2 separate regions of the Sus scrofa genome follow, and region 1 is linked to region 2. A link is a contact called in public HiChIP or PLAC-seq data. All regions are on one chromosome and are shown on one strand. The core of a region is the stretch at or near the end of the contact, and the rest is flanking DNA. Distances in the headings are between cores, read along the strand shown. Region 1 holds the start of ACSL1 (acyl-CoA synthetase long-chain family member 1). Region 2 holds the start of PRIMPOL (DNA-directed primase/polymerase protein).

Region 1 (3,626 bases), core at 972-3,471, 170 kb before region 2:
GTCTTCCTGCACGGCCTGCAGAAGGAACCAACTCTGCTCACACTATTTTATTTCATTTTATTGCTTTTTAGAGCAGCACCTGTGGTATATGGAGGTTCCCAGGCTAGGGGTCAAATAGGAGCTACAGCTGCTGACCTATACCACAGCCACAGCAATGTGGGATCTGAGCTATGTCTGTGACCTACACCACAGCTCACAGCAATGCCAGAACCCCAACCCACTCAGCAGGGCCACAGATTGAACCCAAATCCTCACGGATACTAGTTGGATTTGTTTCTGCTGTGTCACAATGGGAACTCCTATTTTTTCATTTTTCTTTTTGTTCTTTTTAGGGCCAATACGGTAGTTCCCAGGTTAGGGGTCGAATTGGAGCTGCAGCTGGCAGCCTACACCACAGCTCAAGGCAACACCAGATCCTTAACCCACTGAGCAAGGCCAGGAATCGAACCTGCAACCTCATGGTTCCTAGTCGGATTCGTTAACCACTGAGCCATGATGGGAACTCCCTATTTTTCTTTTAAATGGAAAATCCAGATCTAGAAGCTCTAGATGGGAGTTCCCATCACGCAGCGAAAATGATCCGACTAGGAACCATGAGGTTGCAGGTTCGATCCCTGGCCTTGATCAGTGGGTTAAGGATCTGGTGTTGCCGTGAGCTGGGGTGTAGGTCAGAGATTCGGCTCAGATCCTGTGTTGCTGTGGCTCTGGTATAGGCCGGCAGCTACAGCTCCAATTAGACCCCTAGCCTGGGAACCTCCATGTGCTGCAGATATGGCCTTAAAAAGCAAAAAAAAAAAAAAAAAAAAGACCTAGATGGAGAAGGAGCTCAAGGAGAAGTGACCTGTTACAGAGGCCATCAGAATGCGGAGTGCCCCCACCATCACTGTAGCACAGCGCTGAAAACGCTGTGGGAGGAAACAATTACTGTGGCCACTGTTCAGATGTTCTGGGACTGTGAGAGAAGCCCAGTGACAGTCCTTAGGCTACTGTCATACAGTCAGCCTGAGTATTGTCACATAGTTAAGGTTGAGTATGAGGCCTGAGTGAGCACAAGCTCACACCAAAGTCAGTACAAGTACATTCGCCTATTACGGACTGCTCTGGAGGCAGATTGCCTGAGGCCCAGTGTACTTCTGCCCTCACTAGCTTTCGACCTCCCCGTACCTCTGTGTCCTCATCTGTAAAAAGGGACTAATGACAGCACCCATCTCATAAGGTTATGATGAAGATTCAATAGGATAATTGTGAAATGTTTCAGTAAAGGCTGTCATTATTAGAGGCATTATAAAAATAATTCTTCTCATGCCTCAAACTCAAAGCAGTTCCAGATAAGAGCCGGCCATGCAGTGCTGGACACAAGTACCACTGTAACCAGGACCTCGGTTATTAGAGGTTAAGGTACCAGCAGACCTCAGGGGGCTAAGAGGAACAATAACATTTGGGCTAGGAGCCTGAAAAAAGCTGGCCTCTGAAAGGCCCCTAATGGGCATCGCATGGATGCAGACAGTAGCCCTCAAAACCGCACCGCCAGGGCTGAGCAGCAGACAGGCCCCAAGAACTTGGCAGGTGAACACTGCCATTAGTGACGTGGAACCAGTGCGCGGCCCCAGCTATACCCGGGGTGATCTCTTCGGTTGCTTCATGTCCAGGCAGCTGCAGAAGTACAGACTGGGGCCTTCCCAGCCAGGTCTGTGGCAAAACCCCACGTGGGAGCAGTGGTGAAACCGGGTTAAAAGGAGTCCTGCACATCGTTGCCAAATAAAATAGGAAAAGAAAGCCCCCGCCCGCCAAATCAGCGGGGCACGCGGTTGCGGAAGGAAGACACGAAAGGGCGTCTCCCGGCCTCCAACTGCACCGCAGACTTCTGGGCTGAACCGCCACAATTTGCTCTTTGCCCCCCTCGGATTCGTTATGAAATCCCGGGACAGTTAGGGCTACTTCAGAGGCGTTTCCCCAACGCTTCCCGGAACTCCCCCACCTGCTGCCCGGCCGGCACGCGCGCGACCTGACGGGAAGGCCGGCGCGCGGCGGGTGGGCGGGACCTGATGTGGGGGCGTGTTCTGTGATGGGGCGGGGCCTGAGAACCGGGCAGGGCGGGCGCGGCACGCGCACCGGCAGCAGCCTGTCTCCACAGCGGTAGGGGCTGGGGCACAGCCAGCTCACGGCGGCGACGGCGGCGCCCTTAAATAGCATTCGGAGCCAGTGCAGGGCAGGCAGTGGGCTGCGGTGACAGCCGGCGGCGAACCGCCTGGCCTGCGGAGGAGGTGAGTGCTCCTGCCGCGAGGAACCGTGTCCGTGCACGCTGTGGCCCCGAGGTCTTAGCGGAGCCGCGAGGCTGATGCTGCTCCGCCGGCAGGAGCCTGGGAGGCGGCGGCCTCAGCAGAGGCGCGCGAGCCGGCCCTCGGCTAGCCGGGACGTGCCGCTTTTCCGGCCTCTGCCCTGCGGCCCCCTGGGTTCCCGCTGCAACTGAGGCCTCCGGGCCGCCCGAGCCGCCGCCGCTTCCTGTGCCGGAGCCGGGGATATCGGCCCTCGGCTCCCTGCGGACGGCGCCGGGCTGGTGCACCGCGGCGTGTGGGTGACGCGGGCCGCGGGACTGGATCCTTATTTTTATGACGGCGAGGACCGGCCTGGCGAGAAGCGGGACCCGGGGCTGCAGATGCGAGGGATGATCCCGCGGCGCGGTGACGGTGCTCTCTCGGTCCGACCTCCCTCCTGCCCCTGGGCGGGGTTTGAGGCGCGCTCCGATCGCGCGTGGACGCATCGGTGCAGGCTGTGACCCAGCCTCCGCGCGATGGTGGCTCCTGCGCGCGGCGCTTGCGGGAGGGTCAAAGGCAGCATCGGAAGCGGGTTGCCACATGTGGAAATTCTCGCGGTGCCTCCACAGTAGTGCCCGTGCCGCTGCGCAGAGCTGTGATGGAGTGAGTCATTTGAGGAGTCTGGCATTTTTTGAAAATAGGAAGCAAAAATGATGCTATCTATCACCTTGCAGCCTAGACGGAGAGTGCTGGTAGGTGGCTTGAACGAACACGTGGACGAGAACCTAGAGACGGATGCTCTCGCCAATCAGTGTGTACGTTAGAATAGCACACCCCTTCCTCACCCAACCTACTTCCAAGGTTATGGAGCTTAATTAAGACCATTATAAAAGTGCCCTTGCCTTTTAAAGTTCAGACTTCTAAGCTTCTTGTTAGTGCAGGAATAAGTGCCCCAACTGTTAATATGCTTCCTTTTATTTTCTAAATTTATTTTTTATTTTATTTGTTTTATTTTTTGGCCCCACCTGGGGCATGTGGAAACTCCTGGGCCAGGGATGGAACCCGTGCCACAGCAACGACCGGAGCAGCTGCAGGGACAACCCCAGATCCTTAACCCGAAGCACTATAAGAGAACTCCCCTTCCTTTAGACCAAGAGAAACTGCTTAAATTCCAGTTTCTGACACAAATTTCATCTATGATTATCTCACTGTAAACAGTTATTTACTTAAACACTTAAACAAAAAGCCAATCAAAGCCTTCTGGCTGATTGAGCATTTTCAGGTGGAGGTGGCAGGTCAGGTTGATTTAAAACCTAAGGTGTGAGTTGACAGTCTGGTTGGGTGGGCTTGAGAAGGTGGACTTTTAAAGGA
Region 2 (3,726 bases), core at 122-2,621:
TTTTACCATCCCCACAAGATATCCCATCCAAAGAGCCTAACTCGGCCAGATTAAACACGCTTAAGACTATTTTCTTAACATTTCCTCAAGGACATGCCTTAATGATGCAGAGCATCACATAATTAATGCACAGTAGAGTTTACCTCAGCAAGTCCAAAATCTCCAGGATCTGGCCGTAAACCAGCTACCTATTTGATTTCTTGTTGTTCAGCCTTCTCACCAAATGAATAATGACCATTGCCTGCACCTGGCTCACTCCAAGAGCCCTAAAGTATGGTTTCCCTCCCTCATCTGCAACACCCCACTCACCTTTGCCAAAGTCTTCCCCTTCGAGGCTCAGTTCAAGTTCTGCCACCTCTGACACCTCTGCTAAAAAGAAATCATCAGACTAAGTCAGAAGACATTGCCTTCAGCCAACTGTTTTGCTATAATTAAAGTTTCTCTTAAGTGTAATTTACATAACAACAGAAAACTGCTGCTGCTGCTGCAACAGAAGTTTCATTTTAGTAAGAAAGGGGTCTGGGCTTCACTATTACATAACAGCACTAGCTAAAAAAAATGGTACAGTACTGCCTTCCTTATGAATAACTGCATGCTAATCACTGTTGAGATTGGGAATGTGTCCTACTCTTCCTATTTTACTGCAGCAGAAAAAGGTCAAACACGGTCCTCTCTCAATATGGGAGGGATAAAGGCCTAGGTTTCATTCTTGGGAGGTGAGTTTTAACTCGTGTAACTGAATTAGAGCAAACTAATTAGCCTTTTAAAGCCCAGGTGGGAATTGTAATTCCTACCTCCAGGGCTTGTTGAAAGAGTAAGAAAAGGTAAGAGCACAGATGAGCACTCCACGAACACAAGCCGTACACAGAACGAAGTGTATTTGTGCACAAAACATCGCCCCTGATTGATATCCAAATGAACAAAGTGTGGGGAGTGGACTAGTCCTTCACCGGGGCCCGGACTCGTCAGGATGTCATGAACCCCTTGAAATTGGCGAAGAATAGCCTGCTCAATTGCATTGGTATATCCTTGTGCGAAAATGATACCGGGTCTGAAAAGAGTTCGTGACCCCAAATAGGCTGGGGGTTCAAACGGAGGGCGATTAGAGCTCTTGATTTAGGTACAGGGATGGGGGTGACCTAAGGCTGCGGCCGGCTTCCCTTCCTCCAGGAGCGCCCGCCCGGGGCTCCCTTCTCTTTGCCTCTGGGGTCCTGTGCGGCCTTCAGGGCCCCTCCGTTACCTCCAGAAACCTACGCTGGGGCGGAAACCCGCGGGTCCTCAGCGGCTGGCGGAACCTGCGACCAGCGGACTGTGGCGGGACCGAATCTTCAAACCTGGAGCGGGGGCGGGACCGAGGCGGGGAGCAGGGAGCGCGACGGGACGGTGTTCTTGGGCGGGGCGGGGACTTGTCAGCAGCGTTCTCGGCGGCCGGGAAAGGCGGGCGCGGACAGCTGAGAAGGCAGGAGTTCGCCAGACGGTGAAGGGTTAGTGTTCCCCGCCGAGCAACGTTCTCTCGCCGGAAGAGCCTGCGAAGGGGCGGTATTCTCGTGTGGGGCGTGGCCTTGAGAGGGCGGTGCTCTCGTGCGGGGCGGGGCCTGTGAGAGGACGAAATTCTCCGACCTGGCAAGGACTTTAAGGGAGCTGCATTCCTGGAGGCGGGGAAAGGCTAACGCGGAGAGCCGGGAATCCGGGAGCTGTTTTCCGAAGGGACGATGTTCTCCGGGGGAGCGGGTTCTCGGGGGTTGAGGGGGTGGGAGGCGGGGCGAGCTGGGGCCTGACTAACGTGTCGGCTTTGAGTGGAGCTTGCGGAGCGGAGGGGCGGAGCCATTGGAGGCGGGGTCTGCTGCGGAGCTCAACTCCAAGTTTTGCGGCGGCGGAAGCAGAGTTGGCGGGGAGAGAGAAGGTGACTGTGGTGTGCGTGCTGGACGGTGAGTGATGCCTTCCAAGATTCTTTCCTCTGTGCGGTGGCCCTGGGCCGGATCCCTCCACCCCTCCAAACCTAACGCCCGCCCCGGGGACCTGCGCGAGCCTGCAGCTTCTCCAGGGAGACGGGCAGGGTTCGGGCGGTAGGTCCTTTGTTTTGCCACGACGACGGGGGCGGGGACGAGCTGAATCCCGCAGATCCAGAGACCCAGCCCGGAGATGGGAGCCCAGGCCGGGGAGCGGAGACCCGGCTGCGAATGCCGAGCTTTGGGGATGGGAGGCTGGACTGAAGATAGGCTGGGCCGCACGGGTGGCGGGAGACCACACCGGGATGTGGAACCGGCAACGGGAGGCTGGGGAGCGGAGACCCAGTCGGAGTCAACGAGCCCAGGGGATTGGTGGATGAACGAAGATCCAGAAGCCTGGTGGAAAAAGAGGAAGTCGGTAGAACTGGGTCAGCACGCCGAAGCTTGATAGCGGGAGGCTTGACCCGGTCGCTGAATCCGGGGAGAAGTGCGGGAGGCCAGGCGGGGGCGCTGAGGCCGGGTGGTAGGAACTCGGACCCGGGTTGCGGGAGGCAGCGGGGATCTGAGACTGAAATTTGAATCGGAAAGAAGTTGAAGAGGATGGGCTCGGAGAAAAGATGACCTGAGGGCAGGAGGCGAGCTGGTCAAGCTCTGGCCCTTGGGGCTGATCCTCCCATTACTGGGTGAGGGTTTGGTCTCTCTTGCCTTCGTCTCAGGCCTAGATTTTCTCGGGTTGACTTTTGACTCCGCGCTCTGAAGAGGTAATTTCAAGTATCAAACTCCTGATCATGTTCAGACCTGAAAGCCTATATGAATCCTTCCAGCTCGTGCCTGTGGCTATGTATCCATAGCTCAAATCCCTGAGGAACTGCTTTGAAATCCCCTCAGCCCATGTTGAATTAAGAGTGCCTTTGTCATTCTTGTTTAAAATGAGTTTGCTCTCTAGCCTTATTTCCCAAAGCAGCTACCTCTTTCCCAGTTCTCAGTAAGTGGCCCCTAAGCCAAGAAACTAGGAACCAACCTTCTCAAACTACCTTTTCCGCTCCTTCAGTTAACTACCAAGTCTCCTGGACCACCTAAATACCCGCTGGATTTATCCACTTCTCTCATCTCTGAGTTAAGTCATCCTAAGCTCTCACCCAGCTACAGGAGCTTCCTCATTGGCCTCCATACTTCCAGATCCTCTGCACCTCTCCAGTCCATTCTTTATAGCACAGGCTGAAGGATCTTTACAAAATAAAAATCCAGAAAGTGGTTTCTTTGCCCATAGGATAAAGCCAGTCCCTCAACTTGATTAACAGAGCCAGGCATAGGTTGGCACCTTGGTCCCTTCCCTTCTCTTATCTTTTGTCATAGTTGTTTCACTTTCTGCATAGCCATGCAGATATGAATATTAGCTGTTCTCTGCCTGGAACACTCTTGTGTTCCCTCTCTTTCCATCACACATTTGCCTGAGGAGCTCCTATTTATGTTTCTGTTCTCATTAAACATTTCAAGGTTAAGTCTATCTGTTAGTGTTCCTTTTGCATCAGCCAGGTCCTAAGAGGAAAGTGACATTTCCTTTGCAATTGCTTATCTTTACACTACTAGCTCTAACCAAATTCCTCAAGAAACTGTGTTTTTCTTGTTATCTTGTTCCTTATTGTCTTTCCCCACATCCGGGGCCTGACATAATACTACAGAATTATGCTTTTTAATGATTATGCCCTATCTAGAAAAAATAAACCTATTTTAGGTTACTTAACATTTAAGGTTTAAGGTTAAATAATGCAGACTA

What was found. HiChIP or PLAC-seq counts read pairs in DNA pulled down with a chosen protein or histone mark.
Region 1: an H3K27ac HiChIP or PLAC-seq map of alveolar macrophages shows a contact between it and region 2. The contact joins the promoter of ACSL1 here to the promoter of PRIMPOL in region 2. A contact is called at or near these places in 1 of 5 promoter capture datasets (liver) and 1 of 2 datasets of contacts at active chromatin or transcription factors (alveolar macrophages).

Annotation. Positions count from the first base shown.
Region 1 is chr15:45,931,707-45,935,332 of Sscrofa11.1, reverse strand. ACSL1 (acyl-CoA synthetase long-chain family member 1) reads left to right here and starts at 2,221. Exons shown (of 21, transcript NM_001167629.2): 1 at 2,221-2,264.
Region 2 is chr15:45,761,906-45,765,631 of Sscrofa11.1, reverse strand. It overlaps PRIMPOL (DNA-directed primase/polymerase protein), which reads right to left and starts at 1,371. Exons shown (of 15, transcript XM_021076332.1): 1 at 1,241-1,371; 2 at 310-369.